3 separate regions of the Mus musculus genome follow, and all the other regions are linked to region 3. Evidence: chromatin contacts called from public HiChIP or PLAC-seq data. All regions are on one chromosome and are shown on one strand. The core of a region is the stretch at or near the end of the contact, and the rest is flanking DNA. Distances in the headings are between cores, read along the strand shown. Region 1 overlaps Gm32210 (a long non-coding RNA gene). Region 2 has its middle 9.9 kb from the start of Gm13985. Region 3 has its middle 22 kb from the start of Gm32137.

What was found. HiChIP or PLAC-seq counts read pairs in DNA pulled down with a chosen protein or histone mark.
Region 1: a FOXA1 HiChIP or PLAC-seq map of pancreatic cancer cells shows a contact between it and region 3. The contact joins two enhancer-like sites. A contact is called at or near these places in 2 of 484 Hi-C or Micro-C datasets (adipose-derived mesenchymal stem cells and embryonic fibroblasts) and 2 of 115 datasets of contacts at active chromatin or transcription factors (embryonic fibroblasts and pancreatic cancer cells).
Region 2: a FOXA1 HiChIP or PLAC-seq map of pancreatic cancer cells shows a contact between it and region 3. The contact joins two enhancer-like sites. A contact is called at or near these places in 4 of 484 Hi-C or Micro-C datasets (adipose-derived mesenchymal stem cells, embryonic fibroblasts and ventricular fibroblasts) and 3 of 115 datasets of contacts at active chromatin or transcription factors (embryonic fibroblasts, pancreatic cancer cells and vascular smooth muscle cells).

Annotation. Positions count from the first base shown.
Region 1 is chr2:117,742,592-117,745,291 of GRCm38.p6, forward strand. The region is part of intron 2 of Gm32210 (a long non-coding RNA gene); the gene reads left to right. Among named protein-coding and RNA genes, the nearest start is that of Gm32210, 39 kb to the left of the region's middle. Within about 2 kb of position 1,445, at least 39 of the 459 cell types and tissues checked have an H3K27ac peak or open chromatin away from gene starts, as enhancers often do. A contact at or near this core is called in pancreatic cancer cells, where this site is marked.
Region 2 is chr2:117,801,453-117,804,377 of GRCm38.p6, forward strand. No RefSeq gene overlaps it. Among named protein-coding and RNA genes, the nearest start is that of Gm13985, 9.9 kb to the right of the region's middle. Within about 2 kb of position 1,444, at least 51 of the 459 cell types and tissues checked have an H3K27ac peak or open chromatin away from gene starts, as enhancers often do. A contact at or near this core is called in pancreatic cancer cells, where this site is marked.
Region 3 is chr2:117,460,199-117,463,153 of GRCm38.p6, forward strand. No RefSeq gene overlaps it. Among named protein-coding and RNA genes, the nearest start is that of Gm32137, 22 kb to the left of the region's middle. Within about 2 kb of position 1,578, at least 22 of the 459 cell types and tissues checked have an H3K27ac peak or open chromatin away from gene starts, as enhancers often do. A contact at or near this core is called in pancreatic cancer cells, where this site is marked.

The DNA.
Region 1 (2,700 bases), core at 195-2,694, 280 kb after region 3:
GGGTTACTTGGCCTTGAGATAACCTCACCATGACTACAATGCTGAGACCACTTCCACTATGGCTGTTGTCATAATCCTTCCAGTTGTATGCCAGGCTTTGGTAGGTAAAGTCTGGCTCTAAAGATGCTCTTGATTTCTTTGCTTGACATTGAAATTCCAAGGTAGTAGTGAAAGACCCTATGGGGCTTTCTCTGTTTTACTGGTAGAATACCAGTATTATCTGGGTACTCAGAGGGTAAGAACCCATATATGTGTGTTGTACAAATATGACAATCCTTACTCCAGGGATGCTGAAATTATGGAAACTATTTAGTTGATAGAGCTGGATGCCTCAGCAATCTCAACCTAGTGCGAAAGGCCTGGGTGATTCCTGGAGAGCCAATGGCCTTTATTTCATGTTAGAATGTGAAAGATGCTGAGATCCCATGTTAACAACAATAGCAACAATAACAATAACATCAACAACAACAATTAGCAGCAGCAGTTCAACAAGGCAAATGAACTCATAGGTAGAGAGATGAATTTGCCAAGAAGATGTAAACAGAAGATTTTCCACCAGTCCTCCTTATAGCTCAGCCACCATCCAGAAACCACACATTTATGATGGGCCTTTTCACTTCAATTAACTTAATCAAGAAAATCACCCAGAAGTGTGCCCAGAGACTTGCCATTCTAGATCCAGTTATGAAGATTAACCAAGATTAACCATGACAATGCTTATTTCACTGGTACAAGTATATTGTACCCAGTACCTACTTGGGCAGTCATAATCTTTTAAACACCCATTGGCAAGCAGGTAAAATAAACAGTAAAAATGCATGTCCAATGTAATGGACATTCTCCAGCCAATGTGTGAACAGGGAGGAACTTAAAATTGGGGCTATTTCTTTGCTCTGCAAGAATCTAGTTCAGTGTGGACATAGATTGGGGTGGAACAGAGACAAAAGAAGTTCTATTGAAAATTAGTAGTGTTCACTGTCCCCAAGGCACTTATCATTTGTCATCTCTTTCACTTAACTACATGAAGCTGGATTCAAAGTCCTTCCAATTTCATGAATGAGGAAATAAATGCCTAGAAGATGAAAGATATATGTTGAGCCCATGGGGATAGTGTAAATGAGAGTTCTGTATAGATTCAAGGCCAAGTTACAGTGCAGTATCACCTTTCTCCATTTATAGTACTCCCTCTAACAACCCTGAGAATCTTCCTCCATCTGTATAGTCACTGTCTCCATTCCCATTTCGCTATATCACTCCATATAGATAGGACCCAGTGTTAAAATTTATGCATATCACATCTCACTGTGCTAAAGAGGTTAGTTCATTTCTCGGAATAGCTGCATAGGAAGGCCTGAATAGTCCTCTGAGAAATGACACAGCTCTTCAGATGCTAGGAGTGGGATGGTGGGGAAATACCAATATCCCTAGTAGGAAAACTTAAGAAGACATTTCAAAAGTCTCTTAGTCATGCATCAAGGAGTGTTGAGAAAGACCAGTCAACTCTGGCTATTTTTGCTACTGAGAAAATGTAAACACTTCTGTATTTGTTTTGTGGTTTCCTAGGTTATCTTTCCCAGAGGGCACTCAGGATTATGTGTGAGGGAGGAAGAAAGGGGAGCCCAGATGGGGCAGAAGGACAAGGGCTGTCTCTTTTTACTGAGAACTTTATGTCACATTAGAAATCAACATGGAGGGTGGCAATGCTGTAGTGAATGTCACCTCGTATAAGTTCTTTCATGCAACTCTTAAGTCAGATTTTATACAAATTCCACAGAATAGAGAGCTCTGACTCTAAGATGAAAACAATGCCTAGAGTTGATAATTCATCTCTTCTCACACTAGTAGTGGGGGTCAAAATTAGCATCCTGCCCCTAAAGCCTAGACTCGCCTGATGAATGATGTATTCCTGTGTAGAGTTTCAGGTTTCCTTTGTTGAAAATTATTTTCCTTGTTATTAAAATGTAAAAGCAGCCTTGAACAAATCCCTATAGTTTTAAAACTGAGACTAGAACTGATGCCAGTACTGAGATTAGATCAGTATTAGAGTCCTGATTTCCTGGAGGAATATCATTTCTACTAGGGAACAACTGCAACAGGAAGTTTGAATGTTAAGAAATGACTATTAGTCAACTGATCAGCAGGTATGTAAAGGAATGTGCAGTGTACTAGGTCAAATGGATGGCTAGAAGGAAGGTATATTCTACTGATAATCTCTGGCTTCTCCTCTGCCCATGCTAAAAGTATTTGAGCAAGGACAGCGAATGGGTATGCTATCAGGGTCTTAGCAATCCACTGACCGATAAAGGTAAAACACATAGCATTGTGGATAATTAGCAGTAGTTAGGAAAAGTGAATACATGTAAGAAAGGCAAGTGACATTGGGCTGTCATCAGCCTCAAAAAAGGATGCCCAAATACAGAATCTACTGTACTGAGCAATGCCTTTGAGAAATTGGTCATGAGCATTGATATTTTCTTTCTCCTTGACTTTGGTCACAAATATGAAGAGGTCTTATTGAATAAGAATTTCTAGAGATGGATATGCATGTTCTTATTACCTGCTTCCAATTCTTGACATAATCAGATCTCCACTCTTTTGAGTCACCTCAACCCCTCATCCCAATGTGGTCCTCACTTTGTCCACATTTTAGATTCAGAGACCCTTTTTGAGAACTCAAATAGAAATTTCTTCTTGAAATTT
Region 2 (2,925 bases), core at 194-2,693, 340 kb after region 3:
AGAGCAAAATGTCAACTAAGTATTACTACCCCATTTTTGAACCTTTCTCACTAATTACCTCCCTTCTCGAGACTCCTGAATCCCATATTGCAATGACCTCTCCTTTGCCACCTTCACATGACGCGTGGCCAGCCTTCCCTCCGAGGACTTCAGAAGATCCTACCTCCTCACTGGGCTTTTGTTAATCTGTGGTTTGATCCTTAGGGCTCGATATCTTCCACAGAACTATGTTAACAGCACGTCATGCTTTGACAACTAAATATAAACTGGGAGTTTCTACTTCTTGCCATTGTACCAACTAAAAGCAAGAGAAGTTTGCTTCTGAGGATGAAAGTGCTGACCAATTGAAAAACAAAATCTTTCTAATGTTATCTCCTTGCCAACAAAATGCTCTTTTGCTAATTTTAAATGCAGGTCTTGAGTAATAGAAATCATGACAGGATAGCTCCTTCGGGGTATCCTAACAAAGACTTCATTTCAAAATACACCTCATGGAGGCATTTAGTGATAGAGGACATGGAACCATGGCTCTTTTCTGAAAAGTTGCTGAACAGCCACTTAAATGCCTGATATCATAGCCTTATTAGGGTGGAGGATACAACACAGACATTTTGATTTCTAACCATACAATTTCCCTAGCAATATTCAAGTGTTTCCAAACATCTGCTTCTATTTATCTCTTTATTTTTCTCAGATTCCTTCTGAGCTCATTGGATGATTGGATGACCTTGACATTACAGTTGAGCCCTAAATCAAAACATTTTACATTCTACATATTTTTTTCCAAAGAAGGTTCAGAGTTATTATCCAAGTAATTACAGATTTCATTTCTGGGACTTCTTATCTCTTTTGTTTTCCACATCATAAATAACTGGAATTTTATGTTGACAAGAAAAGTTTTATTACACTTTTTTTTTTTTGCACTTTTGGGGATAGAACTCATGGCCCTGTGCCATGCTTAGCAACCACTGTACCACATCCTAGCTCATCTATAGAATATTTTGTGAGGAAGCATGATTAAGAAATTGCATATGACTTCTGGTTACTTATATAACTCAGTTGATTGTCTTCTTTCTTAGCTAAAGATAGGCAGGGAACTGGCCATGCTGAATTTCAAATGTAAACAAGTAAAATCTGATCTTAAGTGACCAGAAGGGAACTGGCAAGTTTGAATACAGTCCAATGCCTCTAAAAATGATGAAATATGGTTGCATGTGTGGAAGGGAAAAAACCTTAGGGAACCTCACAAAGGTATACTACAGGAGGAACACACATATGGTTCTAAGTGAGGGAATCTCATACTATTGGTCTTTCAGACAATTGCCCCTAAAGAAGCTCAATGATTAATCCAAGGTCACATAATGGATTTCTGCCGACGTGAGCTTTCCTGTTTTCCTGGGCACTATGTCTGAGAACTGAGGGTGTGACTCATTCACTTCTAAGCCCTAGAGGGACATAGTTGCACAATTTTCCACAGGTATTTTGGCAGCACCAAGGGCATTTGAATCAGAGCATATCTCTGTTTCCTTCTGAGGAGAGAATGCATGTGATCCAGCCAGAGATCTCACACACACACACACACACACACACACACACACACACACACACACACACACACTATACACTCACACACACACATACACATGCACCACTGCCCCAGAAAATTTCACGGTAAGATGACTACCTTTTTGTTACTAGGAACTCTACAACTTAGCACTAGACAGTATTTATTAAATACCTTTTAGGCATCAGAGCGATCTGCCTATAAAGCACTGCCTTCTTTTACCTGATCTTGATCTATGACTAATCAGCCCAAAGGCTTTGGACAAAACTTTGAGTCAGGTTCACTTCTTGGTAACTGGGAGAAAGTTATCCCGCCCTTCTTATTGCCTGGAGTTATTGTGTAAGTTGAATGAACTAGCACATGGGGAAAAAAAACTACAAAATGATTGTTGAAATATAATGGACACAGATAAAATAGCTTAATCATAGATGGCATGTGATGCCAGACACATGTCTACAAATGTGACATATCAATCCAACTAAGATACAGCTGAAGAAATTAGACACTATCCCAGGATCTCCTCTCATACTGTCTATGGATAAACTCTATTCTGGGTTTTAATAATATAAACATGTTTCACCTTATATGTAAGTGTCGTTTTTTAAATTTTACTCAGAATAATGTTTATGAATTTCTTTCATGGTGTTGTATGCTAAGGGTTGGGGATCTTCATTCTTCTTGTCCTGTTAATTACACTGCCATTAACTGTATGAACAGATAATGTTTCTTTACTGTTCAACTCTTTGGTTACTTTCCAACTTGACCTTTTTGCAGTTACTCACTTCTGCTAAGTCTATACTGGAAACCAAATGGCTGATTCTGCAGGCATCTGCACATCTAGCCAATAAATATGCCAAGTGGTCTTCCAATATGGTGACTACAGATTGCTTGCCTAGTAAGACTATCTGATGAATATCTGTGTTTGATGTATTTTACTATTACTTTTTATTTTAATTTAGTTGAATAAAATATTCTTAATAAGCTTATCAGCAGCACAAGTTTGGAAGAACAAATCTTTCTTATTTCAAGCTCACCACAGTCACATGCAATATCATTGGGGTTCCATGATATGTAATGGCTGTTGTCATTTTACTCAAGGCTTCTAGAGCTATGAAAATTAATTGAAGTTAAGTCTGTATGGATATATCTATATTTATCTTACTATATAGAAGGAGAGAATCCCAAATTTGCTAAATCTATGTGCAAATAGAATGTATATGTTAGCCCTACACTTCTAAGACTGAGGCAGGATATGCATAGTTTATTTCTCAATGGCATAATGCCCTGGCAATGGCTGTTTAAGGAGTATAATTTAAATAAGTAACAACCAGCCTGATATTTCAAAGCTAAGATCTTTGACC
Region 3 (2,955 bases), core at 328-2,827:
GACCCAAGTTAAAAGGTGACAGATTCCAATTATGCTTAAAACATTCCCCTGGCGCACTGAGCCAACACTGGTGCCTTTTGCTGATATAAATGATCAGAATTCTTCAAGCTTGATTGTAGCTCTACCACGTGGAAGTGGAATTAAATGTTAACTTTTAATACTATTTTATTTTTATTTGTGTGTGTGTGTGCATGTGTGTGAGCGCACACGCATGCATGTCAGTGCTCACAAAAGTCAGAATCAAATACCCTGGAGCCGGAGTGACAGGTGGTTGTGAGCCATTCACATGGATGCTGGGAACAAAATGCATGCAACTTCTCAGGATCAGTTGGCTCAGGATTGCAAAATTCATCAAAGGCAGGAAGGGGAGTTTCCTGATTCCTCATACCTTCATCATCTCTGCCTACATGTTATTCTCTTTTTCCTGTGATTGCATGTGTGTCCTGCATTCCCATCCTCCTTCTGGAGGTACTTGCTCTACTGACTCTCCTCTCCTTGGATACCTATGTCTTTCTCCATCTTTGCTCCTATTTTTCTTTGCTAAGACACAGAGCATCTCAGATTGTAGATTATATTTGCTCTGAGCTAGACTGCTTGTGGTCCTTGGATGACATTACTTCTGCTATGCCTGTGTCTATAATGGTTTGGAGGAAAGTGTCCTACTGGATCTTCCAAGTCTAGCCAACAGCAATAGTTGTGCTGAGAACATCTTCGAAGGTAAACTCTGGATGATACAGGTCTCAAGTCACAACAGCAACTCTCAATCACTCTGGAAGTGTTCATGAATGGCTTCCAACTGTTCCATCATCTCAGTACCAAGTGCCAGTAACTCTAGAAGAATAAAATCTGACAGAATCCCAACTTACCTCTTTAACCAATCAATCTTCATTCTGCTTGACTTCTGGAATGGAAGAGAAAGCTGAGAAGTTACATCATTTAATAAGGCATGAGTATAATCCACAGTTGGTCTGGGTGCCTTTTAAGCCAATGTACTTCTGTAAGTGTGTTATTTGGGTTTTGAGGGAGAGGTGTAGAGAAGAGAATTACATCATGGACTTACTTGGAAAAAGCCTTCACATTTTATTTAATAATGAGCCAGACTGTGAGGTCCCCAGATAAGCTGCTCATGGATATTAGAGTTATTTTGATTGACATAGAACCAGACATAAAACTGATGTAGGAATATCATAGTATAGATAAGTCAGTATGTACTGACTTAACCTGATTTAATAATTGAATCTAGAAACCTAACTCCATCATATAACCTGGCTATTCAGATACTTACCCAGTTATTGCACCCTGCCTCTGATCACTTACCACATTCCTCTGCCTGGTTTTGGTTCTCTCTTCTTGTTTTCTGGCTCACCCCTTTCTTCACTCCGTGTCCCTTACTCACTCACCAGAATCCATATCTCTTTTCTTAACCAAAATTCCCCTTTCCTATGGTATGGCTTCATGCCAGAAATAATAAAGATGGTGGAAAATTTCCTTGTGGTTAGAGGTAAAACCAACAGCGGAGGAAGCCTGTCCTCTACTCCCCTCCCCTGCCCACAACTCAGCCCAGCTATGCACTTTGGCTCAGAGTGGGGACTTCACAACTTGTGGTTAGAGGATCTGAGTGATTCTTGTTCACTTTGCTGCCCTAATGTGGGCTTGGATGCAGCTAACAAGTTTCTGGGGGTCCTAGAGGATGGGGAAAGCACTGGGCAAGCACAGGTCTTCCTTGGACATAGTGGTTGAATACCAAGAAGTGTCCACAAACTGTTTCCTCCAGTGGCTAGCCAGCAAACATGAGGACCCAATGGAACTAAGTTCTACATACCTTATGGGGCAATCTGGCCCTATTAAAATAGTGCTCTGTGGGTGTGGGTTTGTTCATTAGAGAATTTCCAGGACTCCTGAAATGCTTGTGGGTAACCTGGCATTTCCTCAATGACCTGGCTGCAGAGATCCCTAACTAGCTTCAGGGATCTTAGCCTCTGTGCTCGACAAAGGCATCTGTGTGAAAATCAGTCACAGGAAACACATGGAAATTCCGGAGCCTTGAGTTTTCTATTATGTACAAAACTACCAACTGTCAAATCTAGGGTATGGCCAAGAGCTCAAATGTCAATCAAGTAGGGATGAGTCTGCACCTCTTATTATCTCTGGCTCATTTTCAAAACCATCTTTCAGTTCTTTGTCTAGGGGGTGAGACTCCATGTTAGCATGCCTGTTGATATTGTTATTGTCCTGGTCTTGTTTAGGCAGCTGTTTCTAGGACACACATTGTTAAGGTAGACTTTCTAGCTTCCTGGGTCTTGCAGTCTTTCTGCCCAACTCTTTTCCTGATGTTCTCTGAACCTTCAATGCAGGAGTCGTGCTGAAGATATACCTTTTGGGGCTGGACTCCACACCACCCATTGATCACTACAGTGTGGCCAGTTGGTTTTCTGTAATGATCTCTATTTGCTGTAAAGACAAAAATGAAGGGATAAGAGTTGCACTTATTTGTGGGAATAAGGAGATGATCCAAGACGTAGTAAGGAATTAGGCTAATAGTAAAATGATTATAGGAGATTTTTCCTAAGATTCATGGCTTCACTAAACCCAGTAGTTGGCTCAGTTTCAGGTACCAAGCCTGACATCTCTCCTGTTGAGTGGGCTTTAAATTCACTTAGACAGCTGCGGGCTGCCAACGTAAGTGCTATTATTGCTCCTTTATTGATATCTTGCTCTGCAGCTCAGCACTATGGTTCATAGGTGTCACAGCCAGAGAGGACTTTTCATTGCTTCATTCCCTTGGCAACTTGCATAATACGTTCATTCTAGTACTATGGAAGCTAGACTTCAGAAAGAAGGATTTCAGGTTAGCTCCAGCTTAAATCATCCATGTCCTACATGTACAGTGTCTTCAGAGATAAGGATTTACCTTCATCTCTGAGAGGCAACCAAGGGCAAAACTAATGGCCTATA